2 separate regions of the Triticum aestivum genome follow, and region 2 is linked to region 1. A link is a contact called in public Hi-C data. All regions are on one chromosome and are shown on one strand. The core of a region is the stretch at or near the end of the contact, and the rest is flanking DNA. Distances in the headings are between cores, read along the strand shown.

Region 1 (6,629 bases), core at 901-3,400:
TACTCCAGTTCCTCCAAAATCTCCGCCAACTCATAAAGCTACTCCAGTTCCTACAAAATCTCCGCCAACTGATAAAGCTATTCCAGTCACTCCAAAATCTCCACTGACTGATAAAGCTACTTCAGTTCCTCCGAAATCTCCACCAGCTGCTAAAGCTGCTGTGGTTCCTCTGAAATCTCCAGCGACTGATAAAGCTAATCTGGTACCTCTAAAATCTCCATCAGCTGGTAAATCTTCTGTAGTTGTACCCATAACACTACCATCTGCTAAGGATGCTGGCACTCCTTCAAGATCACTGCAAGTTGATAAATCCATACCAGCCCCCCCAAGACTACCACAAGTTGATAAAGCTGCTCCACTTCCCTCCGCATCGCCACAAACTTCTTCCACCACTTATTCAGAAGCTCGGGAAGAGACTACTCCTATAAAGGTTACATCCACCAGAGTTTCTGAGGTTGCTGTCACAACATCAAGGCCTTCAAGTGCCCCTGTATTCCCTACACCAAGAACAACTGTACCAGCTACTCCACAAGTTCAAGTTTCTACATTGCTTCCGCGCTCAGCGAGTGAAGCAGCTGGAAGATCAGGAAATGATCCTTCCCCTTCTGCCCCAGCGTATGTTCCACAGACCTACCGTAATGCCATCCTTGGTAAGCCTGGTCTGGGTACATCCTCTTCAATTCTTTCATATCAGTCAACTACTCTGGGACAAGGTACTGCACTTTCGCAGCCGCTATCAACATATGCATCAACTGCGTCACTAATGATGCCTCCTGCTGGGAGGAACGATCAGTTGTTGTCAGCTAGGCATGGATTTAAATCTGGGTTGGGGAATTCAGATACACTTGATAGTTGGCAACCATGGAAAGGTGATAGTAGCATCAACAATCATCTCTGGAGGGACGATTCCCCTTACCAACGGACGACAAATGGTCATGCGTATCAACAAACTTGGAAAGATGATGCTTATCAGCAGACACGCGGTACTGAAACAGAAAACTTCAGCAGGTTTGGAGGATTGCAACCACCTAGACAGACTCCTGTCAGTTTTGTCATGCAGCAGCCACAGGCGCCCGTGGCTGAAGAATATCAGCACCTTGACATCATCAATGATTTGCTCGACGAGGGACAGACCAATGGCAGTAAGGCCGAGCCTATGCGCCATGATTACCATGCCTATGGTCTGCCATTTTCGCTGAGAGGCAACATAGCAGATTCAGAAATGGCTTCTGTTAGCAGTCCAGGGCGGTTTAGCAGAGGCAGCTTGGCAGATTTGGATATGGCCTCTGTCAGTAGTTCCAGGCGGTTTAGCAGAGGAAACTTGGTAGATTCTGAGATGTCTTCTGTGGGCAGTCCTGGGCGGTTTAGCAGAGGCAGCCTGGCAGATCCTGAGATGATGGCTTCTGTCAGCAGTCCCGGTCGGTTCAATTCCACGGACCGGTACTACGATGATGGGTTCTCGAGGGCCTATGACATGAGCCCTCTCCAGGGGGCGAGGGAGATGCAGTTCTCCTCGCTGGACACATACGGCACCAATGGTGGCCTGTCCGACATGAGCACATCAAAGCCATGGCTGTATGGCGGGCATAGCCCTGTGAATCCGTCATCGATGAATCTCGGATCGCTGAGCACAAACGGGTTCCCGCAGCACCACCACCAGATGGGGGACTACAGCAGCAACCTGGCGAGCGGGGTGAACGGTGTGGGCTCTGCCGCGGCCGCGTATCGGCGCCAGGCCAACAACGGGCGCTGGTGATGCGATGGGATGATATATGCCTGTATACAGTCAGTCTTACAGTCGAAGGAAATAATGCTTGTTGTAACAGATGCTTGTGCCGCCATGGGCATGTAATTTGAAACCTTTAGCTTTAAAAAAGGGGAGAAAAGAAAAGGGATACAGTTTACATTTCCGTAAAGCGCTCTCGTCGTCTGCTTTAAAAGCTTGCAGTTGAGTGCCTGACTGACTGACTGACTGGAGTGAACGCGTCATCAGGCGCCGTTCTAACCTTTCCTCGGTCCCTTCAATCGTCGAAAATGTTGGGATTTGTGCGTCGGTCGACGGTCGCTGCCTAGTGCCTACTACAGTACGTAGCAGGGGCCAACAAAAGAAGCCGGCCAGGATGGAACGCTTTTGGTTGGTCGGGTCATTCGGCGCCCGCCTACCACCAGGTTCGTTTCCATGGCGCGAGACGATCAGACGAGTCAAGGAAGGCGTGCATTGTTGACGCGACGGGGGACGCGGGCCGAGAAGATCGGAAGACGTCGCCGGGAACCCGCACATGGCTGCTGGCCCTTGCAGTTGGATTCGAGGTGTAGAAAGAAATGCACTAACAAATCTGGTCTGGGCGGTGGGCAGCAAAGTCAAAACTGCCCGCGCCCGATCATTTCACCCGTACGCTTTCTTTCTTTCTTTCTCTCGCCAGCCACCAACGGCCCCTCACCCTGCACACCACCACCAACCACCACCGCGCGCTCCTCTCCTCTACGCCGTACGCGCGCCGTCGCGAGGCCGCGGAACGTACCGTACCGTCCATACATATACACACAGCCAGAGCCAGGCCTTCCTTCCTCCCTTGCACGCCGCGGCCGCCGAGTGCAGTGCAGACTGCTTCCCACCCGGCGAAACCCGGGCCCTGGCCGTCGCCATCGCCGCCGCCCCGGCCGCGCATTCCGTCCGCTCCGCTCCGTAGCTAGGGGCACGCCACTGTACCGCCTGTCCCCGGCCCCCCGGGGGGCTCCAGGATTTCCGACCCACCCTCGGGTGGGTTGTCCAGAAGCATCGACGACCCGCTCCCGCTCCCGCTCCGTATAAACAAATCCACGCCGCACCCTCCTTCCTCTTCCTCCCTCGTCGCCTGATCCCACTACCCCACCGCATTTCTCGTCTCCACTCGCCTTCAACTGCCGGAAGTAGGGGGGGGCGGAAGGAGGCGGCATGAGGGACGACGGCCCCGCGGCGGCGCTGGTGCCGCGCCTGGCCGTCTCCAGCGCCAGCCGCGTCGAGGAGCTCGAGCGCTTCTCCCATTACGTCGGTACGTGCGTGCGTGCGCTCCTCCCCTCCCCCGCCCTCAGCTTTAGCTCCCGCTGCTAGCCTGCCATCGTAAGCTGCCCTTCTTCCTCGCCCAGTTTCAGTTCCTCGAGTAATCTGGACGCCGTTTCTGTTCGTCTGTGCTGTTTGTATGCTCATCTTTCATTCATCTTGTACTAGTAGTAGTACTGCTTCGTTTTGCACCTGTGAATTTGTTCGTGCGATCCATTTCATCAGGCGAACCGCCTCAGATTCCCGGGGCTCGCCCGTTTATAACTTGCCCCACCGGATCCCAATCCAAGAAATAGGGAATCCCAGCTGCACAAGCATCCCCTCTCGATTTGTTAATCAAAATTAGTACCGGGTCTGCTTGCTCATGGTGGACATTTAACTAGACACCCAACTTGCCCATACCATACACAAGAAAACTGTACATTAGATAATGTTTCTGTGACTCTGCCGGATGCACGCACATCGCTATCATTTCCCACCCTTCTTTCACAATAAACTAGTAAAACCCACGTCGCCATCAAAGATCCAGACGCACGGCATGTTCCTTCCTTCTGGCTCTAGCTGCTGTGCACAATCCTATGACAATAATGCGGTTTTGGAGCCACGCTGCTTCCCCTGAACCTTCCTGCCTGACAAAAATCTGTGACATTTTTCTCCAGCCAGGCAAATCGGGTTCGACCAAGCCAGCGAGTGCCCGCACCTGTGCACGCTGGCCTACGACTACCTGCGCAAGAACAAGGGCTACGAGGAGAACATATTCGCCTTCTTCCACAACACCGCCGACCCGGGGTCCCTCATCGTCAACTTCATCGAGGAGCTCGACAAGTGCATACTCGGCTACTTCTCCTTCCACTGGAAATGCTCCACCTACATGATCACCCAGGTAAAAATTAAGGAGAAATCGACCTTCCGTTCTTTCTTCCTTGCGAACGATGCATGTTCTTCCACTGATATTTTGTATATTGATTTGATACAGTGTGATCTCCACAGGTTCTGACAGTGGAAGGCGCGCCCAAAAGAAAGCTCCGGAACATGGTATTGGAGGCCACCAGGTGATTGATTATCCATTCTTTAGGCGGCACGCGTCATTGCAGTAGAGCCTGTCGATGCGTCGTGGTTGTCTATTCTTTGCTTTGTTTCGCCCATTATTTTTAGCTTGCATCATCTTAGTGTATGTAGTACTTGGTATGCCGCTCTTGTGTGTGGTTTGATAAGTTCTTCTTTATCAGCGTGCTGGATTTCGTCCTTGAATTATTCACACAGTTGACTTCTACTTTCATCTGACCAAGTAATAAATAAGTCAACCTGGCACTGGATCAACTTCAGAGCTCAGCGTGGGCTCTGTAGCAGAAACTGCATCTTTTGAGGTCAGGAGTGATGAGATTGAGATGGTGCCCATGTGCCAAGGTTTTAAATTACTCCCACAACCACATGTTGGTTTGTCATGACACTTTCCTGGAAATGTCTCTTTGAATGAGTGCATTGCTAAATTGCCCGGTCCAGTTTGTGTCTGCGTTTCTTATTATTAATCTTGAAAGCAATTAATTCACTGCCAGTGGGGTACAATAATTCCAGTGTGTATCTGTCCGTTTCTAAAGCGAAATATGTCTGCATAGGAGAACTATAATTGAATTAATCCATAAAAAGTGTGAAAAATATACAAAAAATACAACTACAAGAACCGTATGCTTAACAAGTTCCTTTATGCATCATGTACCTCCCTAACTTCCTAAGCAGAGGAGTTTAGTTCGAGCATATGTTTACAACTTAGATCTGAGATGGTATTTTCTTCTCAAAAAGAATACATAAACTCTAATCTGGTTCAGTCATAAGTATGAGATATAATTACAGCTAATGATCTCTGTTCATCTGACACCAAAACTGAAGTCTAGTATCTGATTCTCCTCTAAACACAGGAGTCAGAGATTCGAAAGGGTCACAAGAAACTTAAAGGTAACTAGGCTATTCTCCACACTGGTGGAAGAGCTGAAGGCCATAGGACTATCTCCCCAAGGTCCGGCACAGTGCAGCGATGTGATGGTCCCAGTAGCACATTGTGATCGCAGCCCAGTCCTGCTCCTGATGGGTGGCGGAATGGGAGCTGGCAAGAGCACTGTACTTAAAGATATACTAAAGGAGTAAGTTGATCAATTCTGTACTTGTTGCTCACTGTTAATTTCTTCTGGCAATCTGCACGCATTGCACACAGAAAAAGCAGAGTAAACGGATGAGAAATGCCGAGCTGTTCAAACTGAAAGCAAGTAGAGCAGCTAAATAGAAGACTTTGTGTCTATAAGCTGATCAGCCTATTATTTGTAGATCATTTTGGTCTGGAGCAGCAGCAAATGCAGTGGTGGTGGAGGCAGATGCATTCAAGGAAACCGATGTCATATATCGAGCAATCAGCTCAAGAGGTCACCACAACGACATGTTGCAGACGGCAGAGCTGGTATGTTCTACTATGTGACTAGCACAATATATACCGATTAATTGACTGATCAAAATGAACAAGGTTGCATATTTTACTGGTTCATACTTCTAATAATGAGAAGCGCTATCAGAAACCAACCTGAAGGAAACCCTGACACCCATCATTTCAATTATACTGAAACAAGCAATTTATCCAAACTGAATTAGCTGATGAATCATTATGCACATCTTATATCGTGATTCACAACGTCGTTACAGGTGCACCAGTCATCGATGGACGCGGCCTCGTCGCTCCTGGTGACCGCCCTGAACGAAGGGAGGGACGTGATCATGGACGGCACGCTGTCGTGGGAGCCATTTTTCCAGCAAACGGTAGCCATGGCAAGGGCAGTGCACCGGCAGCGGTACCGCATGGGCGTCGGCTACAAGGTCACTGAAGATGGGTCGATCACGGAGGATTACTGGGAGCCGGTTGAGGCCCGCAGTACTGACGAAGAGAGCGAGATGAGATCGAGGAAGCCCTACCGCATCGAGCTCGTCGGTGTCGTCTGTGATGCCTACCTCGCTGTTGTGAGAGGAATCAGGTGAATCTCCTACTCCCTTCGATCCATAATAAGTGTCGTGGTTAGTACATGCCAGAATTAGCTAGTATCTCGCGCTATTGCCATTTGGCGAACTACTTGGCTTCAAGCACTGAGCATCTCACCCAACAGAGGGGAAGATTTCTGCTCATACTTGAATGGAAACACAGAAGCATTGCATCTAAAAGTCTGGCATTGGCAGGAGAGCGGTGATCACGGGGAGAGCGGTGAGGGTCAAGTCCCAGCTGCAGTCGCACAAGCGATTCGCCACCGCATTCCGTGGATACTGCGGCGTCGTCGACAACGCGAGGCTCTACAGCACCAACTCCATGGGTGCCCCAAAGGTAAGGAGCCACCACTCTGTTCGAAGCCAACAATGAACAATCCGCTCCTGGAGCTGGAGTATCATGTTTGTTGAACCTATGGAGTGTTGTTCCACATGGCATAGCAGTTGATAGGGTGGAAGGACGGCGAGAGCAACCTGCTGGTGGACCCGGAGGAGATCGGGTGCCTGGAGCGGGTGAGCGGCCTGAACGACGAGGCCAACTGCGTGGACGAGCTCTACCCGGACGGCCAGC
Region 2 (6,884 bases), core at 3,704-6,203, 320 kb before region 1:
AATGATACTCCCTCCGATCCAAAATAAGTGTCACCGGGGGTGGATCCACAGTTGGTTATGGGTGTACATTTTGGCTAGAATTTTTTTTATATGATGTATACTCCAATACTTTCAGTGCCCAAATGACCTTTCTTACCGGTGCCATCTTTGGCAACAAAAAGGGACGAAGCAAACACGAGTTAAACATCAGACTACACCTATACATGTCATCAGCAGCAGATAATTAGCATTTTTCTTGCCCATTCACTTCATAGTCCATTGTATACCAACTGTATGATTATGTAGTAAATAGTCTTTATTTCTTTTGTCATTTCTATAAGGTATTATCATTTTGATGGAAAAAAACCTTCTTGGTACATGAAGATTTTGGATACTAGATCAATTGTTTTTTGAAAAAAAATCCACAAAATTTTGCCAACCATTGCGTCCTTCATCCATACAATCAGGGTGACGAGGAGCTGCGCAGCAAAGAGGTGCCGCCGCCTGGGCAAGGCAAGGCAATGGGTCGATGCAGAGCAGGAAAAATACGACACCGGATTCAATGTTATTTGTATACCAACCGTGCCGCTGATTTGTATGTTCTGTATGACTGACAGTGACACAGCCTCTTCTGTTAGTAAGTAACCACATACAAGTGTGAGAATCCGGTGCCGTCAGAGAACATACAAATCCGGAGCATAATGCTGCACTTAGTAGGATTGCATAGTGACAGAGTGCCGTACTAACTCACCTAGGGAACCCCAAAGGTAGTGTTCAGTGCCCCTGCAGAAAGAGCCATCAGCGAGCATGGGCAACAGAAACAAGATGAGAGAAGAACTCAAATGAGCAAGTGTGTCAGCTCGTTTTAAATTGAAAGTGAACAAAGCCAAAAGAGAAAAAAAAGGAGAGACCAAGGTTCAGACTTGCTCGGTTTGACCTGATGAATCGGGTGTACCATATGGCGACCCAAGTTGCCACTGAGCTTTTCATCACAACGGTGGTCTCTTTTTTCAGTTTGGGGTGAGAGGGGCTCGAACTCAGCTAGCCAACTGCGCCACCACCCTACTTGTTATTTTACCACCGCAACAAACATACTTGATACAGAAGGGACCATGCAAACCATCGTTCCCATGATTACTCACATACACAGATCATGTATAGCTCCTGTATTGATTTTTATGCTGACACATATACAGATCTGAGGATAATTTCCTTACTGCTCATGTTTCCTGACATATAGCAGTTCCCTTCCAAGGCCAAGAGCTACTTCGTTTTAATACTTCTTCCGATCATCCACTTAAAAAGCAACATGCATAATTTTTCAGTTCTGTTTGGCGCACGGTGAATTTGAGATGGACTTGTTCGTATTGGAGTCAAAGTTCAATTTAACCACACGGATGGGGATCAAGTTCTGTAAATTCTGTACGCAAATACCTGCTTGGATTTATTCAAATCTAAGGTATTAATAATAGAACAATACACAGATAGATAAAAGAAGAACACGAGCGCAGTGCCATTCTACCAACATGATCATTCTAGCTCTTGGTTCAGCGATTTGCACATGGTCCAAGCCAACAATCAGTTTTATCAGTCACGCCAATGATCATGTTTCCAAGGACTGCAGGTCTACGGCATGTCAATATTTAGGACACTGACATACAGTTACACAACAATGCAAAACTTGAGAGACATTGCTTCAAGGGTCGTTACACATGAACACCTTAGTGTCGATATTTTGGTGGAGTAATACTTGGGAGCAATCACCAAAACACCTTAATCATTCGGTTACAGCTAACTGTTGCAAAGATAAAAAATAAACAGCTAACTGTAGCATTTACATAATTTCTTTCTCGTAACTCATAACCATAATCCGAAATTCAGGATCGCAGTATCCGTTAAGGCATTTCATTCATCACGAACCGGAACAGGGAGTCTCAAACTTTTAGAGCTTCACTGGAACTGCAATCATTTCTTGTGCAGAAGAACTAGTACTGGAGCAACTGGCCTGTTGATCATTTCAAACTTGCAGCTCACCCATGTATCAGCAGGCAAGCTTGACGCAAATGATTCAACAATATCGAGTTCATCCCTACAGATAAGAAAGTGAGGAAGGTGATAAATGGATTCAGTCTTACATGTATATGATAGAAGTATAAAGTTAAACAACAAGCTTGACGCAAATGATTCAACAATATCGAGTTCATCCCTGCAGATAAGAAAGTGAAGAAGATAAATGGATTCAGTCTTAAATGATAGTTGATTGGAGTTTGATATTAAACAACAAGATTCTGATGTCAAGTTACAAGCAAGTCTATAGTCAAATATTATTAACCACCAAATACCTACACTACGAAAAATTTCCATCATCATGATGAAGGATGGCCGATCCACCTTCTTCTGGCTAGATACTTGGCGTCATCAACTACCGGTAGCTGCCGCTTTTCCAAATATTTTCTCTCACTCAACTGAGCCTAATATTTGGGTATCCTCAGCATGTCTGACAGTCTATATCTAATGTGAGGAATCACCTAATTAATGTGGCCTCCCTCGAATTGCAGTCGCTCTTGTCTTTGTTGCAGTGTAGAAAGCGATTGGAAGAATTGACAGTTTTATTCATCCGTTGACAGCGTACATATACAACAAGGCATGCATGCCATTAACCACTAACAACAACCTTGGCTAAACTCTAGCTAACAGCCTACAGACTAAGGTGCAGATCGTGTGCAGTAGAACGTGCAACAGATCGTGTGCATGTGGGTGTAGCTACTCCTGAGGATGCGTTCCAACATGCAGGACTTCCAGTTTGAGCTTGGTAATGACAAATGCTTCCTCAAGCATGCCTACAACCTCCTCATGCATGAGGAGGCCATAGATCCAAACGCCGCCTCAATTTGCGAAAGCAATGTGCCGAACAAAGTCAAGGACTTTGGCTGGCTACTATTCTGCAATCGCCTCAACACCAAGCTAAACCTCCACCACAAGCACATTGTGGACTCAAGCTCCTGCCTGAGATGCCAACTGCGCACCTATTCCTCCACTACCCCCCTTTGCCACACGGATTTGGCAAGGCCTAAGGTATCGATCTACATCAACAGGATATCAATACTATTTGGGAGGTGCAACCGCCTATATACCTCTAACAGCAACAGTGTGGCATGCCGCACTCATCGACGCCCCATGGAAGATTTGGGATGCAAGGAATCGCGCACCTTCCGTGATGGTCGCATCGATTTACTAAACCAGCTGGCAAGGTAGCCGCCGATTAAGGCTATACCTTTCTTCTCGTCTACTAACTGGCCTCGGCCATCTATTTCAGGTGCAGGCCACACTACACTGGCAATCAGTAATTACTTAAAAACCTAACAAACTAGCAATCACTGATATAATATTAGCAGTTGCGAAATGATTTTTACCTTCCACCCAGATGCCCAATGTAGACAAGGACACTTATGAGTCCCCCTGAGCTAACAATTCTGCTGGCAGCTTGCAGTGCCAGCTCAGTTGTCTCAGGTACTGTGATAATTGTTTTATCTCCTCCTGGAAGGTAGCCCAGATTGAATGCTACAAGCCTAAAAGTACATGCTCAAGATCATAGTTACTTGAACCGCCAATTTCAGCAATAATGGAATCATATAATTAAAACGAATGAAGTAAAAGAATTTAATCACCTGACAGGAGAATCTTTTGGAACAATTTCCTCCATTCTACTGTGACATTTTGTAAACAACTTGACTAGCTCCATCTGATGGAAAAAAATATAGAGTTGAGCCAGCACATGACACAAAACTGAGGCTTCATCTCTCATGAGAATATCGCAGTGAGCCTTTTTTTAGTTCTTCTTCCAAATTGTAAGGTCCAGGTGGAAAAATATCACACTGAAAACACTTAGACCAAGAATACTAGTGTATTTATGTGAGTATGCTACAAAATAATAATCATATACACTGTTTTATGTTTCGTCTCTTCTTTGATTCTTTCTCAAAGGAAACTCATAAGAGAAGCCACATTGTGTATAGTCCTCAAACAGACCAACAACAATGCTAAGTTGCTTCAAATGCTGAAATGCACATACCTCGCGACTGTCGACGGCCATTTTCAGAAAAGAGGAGGTGCTATCGATCGCGGAATCTTGGATGTCCATCCCATAAACACGCCCCTCGCCCAGTTTCATCGGACACCATCTTAAGCAGAGCAAACGTATCATTTCCGTTCCCACAGGTGGCATCGACCACCGTGTCTCCTTTCTGAACGATGCTCCTCCACACCCTAATAATCAGGTAACAGCGTAACAACAGTTAGGAACGAGAATGCTGCCCTGCCCTGCTGCTAGAAGGCGACTCAGGTTGGGCGAAAAACTGCGTTTAGTTTCAGCAACGGGAAGGAAGCAGAGTGCCTACGCGTGGGCTACCTCGGTGGCCTTGCGCTTGCCGGTGACGAAGCCCGCCACCGCCTCGTCCGCCCCTGCAACCAATCCCGGTCACGACATCGCGCGGCCGGCACGCGTTATTGAAGGGGGAAAATAAATAGATAATGCGAACCTCCGGCGGAGAGCGGGTCGGCGAGCTGCGCGGCGGCGGCGGAGAGGTGCCGCCGCTTGGGCGGGACGGGCAGATGGGATGGAGTGAAGCTGGGGATTCGTCGGAGAGGAGACGGAGTATGGGAGCGGCGGAGGAGGAGCGAGAGCGGAGGGCGCAGCAGTGACGGCGGAGGCATGGCTGCTGCGGTGGTGGTGGCGGCGGCGGAGACCGTGAGGATTGGTATTGGTACCCAGCAGCAGACGCAGCAAAAAAATAAGAGAGAGAGACCAGGTTCAGAGTTGCTCGAGTCAATCTGATGTTTCAGATGTACATGTGGCGACCCAAGTTGCCACTGAGCGTTTTTCATCACGACGATGGTATCGAACTCTCGACCTCAGCAATGAGACCTATACGCGCTAGCCAACTGCGGCTCAACCACTTGTTGTGTTCAAAGCGAAACGAACCTCTCTTGTTCGTTTCTTACGGTGGTTACTGTGCGGGTGACGGCCACGGCATGTCCACGCGGGATGTATTTCTTGTCCACATACTAGAAGGATTTTCTTTTTGTTTGTTTATTAAAAAACACCATATATTAACTTGTTTCAGAGAAGATCTGGTTTATTTTTATAAAAGTTCATCAAAAGTACACACCATCTCAAACATGATAAAAAATACATCGAGAATCCAGGACTACCGGACGACCACTACTACCATCCGAACAAGTCGACGGCGTGTACTGTTGCTACTCCCATACTAAAGCCGGTTTGACCTTGTCGACGACAACGGAAAAGTCTTTTGTGCACGTGTCCCTAAGGATAAGAGGGGACCAACAAGGCCCTGGCCCCTCCTAACATCAGGAATATGCTCCTAATTTACTGATGGACAGCACATAATTAGTAAATTTTTGGTACTAAAAGACTAATTTTCCTATGCTTTGGCCCTCCCGAGTCTATTACAATAACACTCAACCCTCCTGATCTATTTCTTTTGGCTTCGCCACTGGTCGTCGCCGTTCAACCCTGGCATAGATCTGAAGTAACTGACATCAAATCCCGTCATATTGCAAGAAATTATAATGTCAGAGCTCCAGCTCCTCCCTATTTGTTTAATGTCGTCATATTGTGGCCGTCATAACAACGCACGGCCGGCACACGTTATTGAAGGGGGAATGAATAGATAAGGAAACCTGCGGCGGAGAGCGGGTTGGCGAGCTGTGCGACGGAGAGGTGCCGCCGCTTGGGCGGGACGGGCAGAGGGGGTGGGGTGAAGCTGGGGAGTCAGCAGAGAGGAGATGGAGTCTGGGAGCGGCAGAGGAGGAGGGAGGGTGGAGGGCGCGGCAGTTACGGCGGAGGCATGGCTGCTGTGGTGGCGGTGGCGGTGGCGGCGGCGGCGGCGGAGACCGTGAGGATTTGGTATTGGTACCCAGCAGCAAACGCAGCAGAGAGAGAGAGAGAGAGAGAGAGAGAGAGAGACCAGGTTCAGAGTTGCTCGAGTGAATCTCATGATTCAGATGTACATGTGGCGACCCAAGTTGCCACTGAGCGTTTCATCATGACGATGGTCCTTTCTTTTAGGTGGGGTGAGAGCAATGACATCAGAGGCAATGACATATGCAGCGGATGCAATGACATCAGAGGCAATGGCGTTGAGAGACGGACTGGACTTGGCAAATAGCCTAGGGTTCCAATGAGTTGAAGCGGAATCCGACTCTCTAACGGTGATCAACTGCTACTCCGGTCAGAGTACTTGGTGGGATGCGGCGGCAGCGATATTCGCGGAATGTGTGGACATCTCTACCTTAATTGGGAAGGTCAACTTTAAGCATTGTTTTCGATCAGCAAATCAAGCAGCACATGTGCTAGCTAATTTTTGTTATTGTAATAAACTTTCTTCTAGTTGGACTGACGAGCCTCTAGATTGTCTGATGAGCAAGCTCGTAGATGATGTATCGTTATGCATTAATCAATAAAGCTAGCCATGATGGCCTTCCCTAAAAAAAGGTGGGGTGAGAGCATCTTCAGCCGGTGGGGTGAGAGCATGTCCAGCCGGACTTGCCAAATCCAACCTCCCAAACGTCCGCGGACGCGTCCGAGCGGGTCAAGAGACAGTGGCCGGGCATGCCTCAAAAATACATTTCACATCCGGATACCTCAAATCCATATTATTACATGCAACGTGAAACCTAATCTAAATAGAGCTCGCCCAGTGCCGCTCCCCGCTTGCCTGGCTCCGCCCTGGCCATGTCCGGCGGCCAACTGCGCTCCTCAGAATGTTGGTCTGGCCATTGATCCGGCAGCGGCACCGAGTAGACCTAGAAGGCGGGAAGGGCAGCACGCTCCTCATCGAGGGGGCGTCCATCATGATGGCCCCATCTTGACGGCAGCATGG

The links. A called contact is a pair of places that touch in the nucleus more often than the background predicts.
Region 2: a contact with region 1 is called in a Hi-C map of leaf, with 4 times the contacts expected there. The contact joins the enhancer-like site here to the promoter of LOC123139286 in region 1. A contact is called at or near these places in 2 of 5 Hi-C or Micro-C datasets (both in leaf).

What each region holds. Positions count from the first base shown.
Region 1 is chr1B:573,631,871-573,638,499 of IWGSC CS RefSeq v2.1, reverse strand. LOC123139286 (calmodulin calcium-dependent NAD kinase) reads left to right here and starts at 2,150. Exons shown (of 8, transcript XM_044559087.1): 1 at 2,150-3,032; 2 at 3,700-3,923; 3 at 4,031-4,092; 4 at 4,957-5,178; 5 at 5,360-5,489; 6 at 5,729-6,054; 7 at 6,254-6,395; 8 at 6,503-6,629. The coding sequence starts at 2,936. It overlaps LOC123139258 (TNF receptor-associated factor homolog 1b), which reads left to right. Exons shown (of 13, transcript XM_044559076.1): 13 at 1-1,910. The coding sequence ends at 1,756.
Region 2 is chr1B:573,952,555-573,959,438 of IWGSC CS RefSeq v2.1, reverse strand. It overlaps the pseudogene LOC123139315. Among protein-coding and RNA genes, the nearest start is that of TRNAM-CAU, 5.4 kb to the left of the region's middle. Within about 2 kb of position 4,953, at least 8 of the 8 cell types and tissues checked have an H3K27ac peak or open chromatin away from gene starts, as enhancers often do. A contact at or near this core is called in leaf, where this site is marked.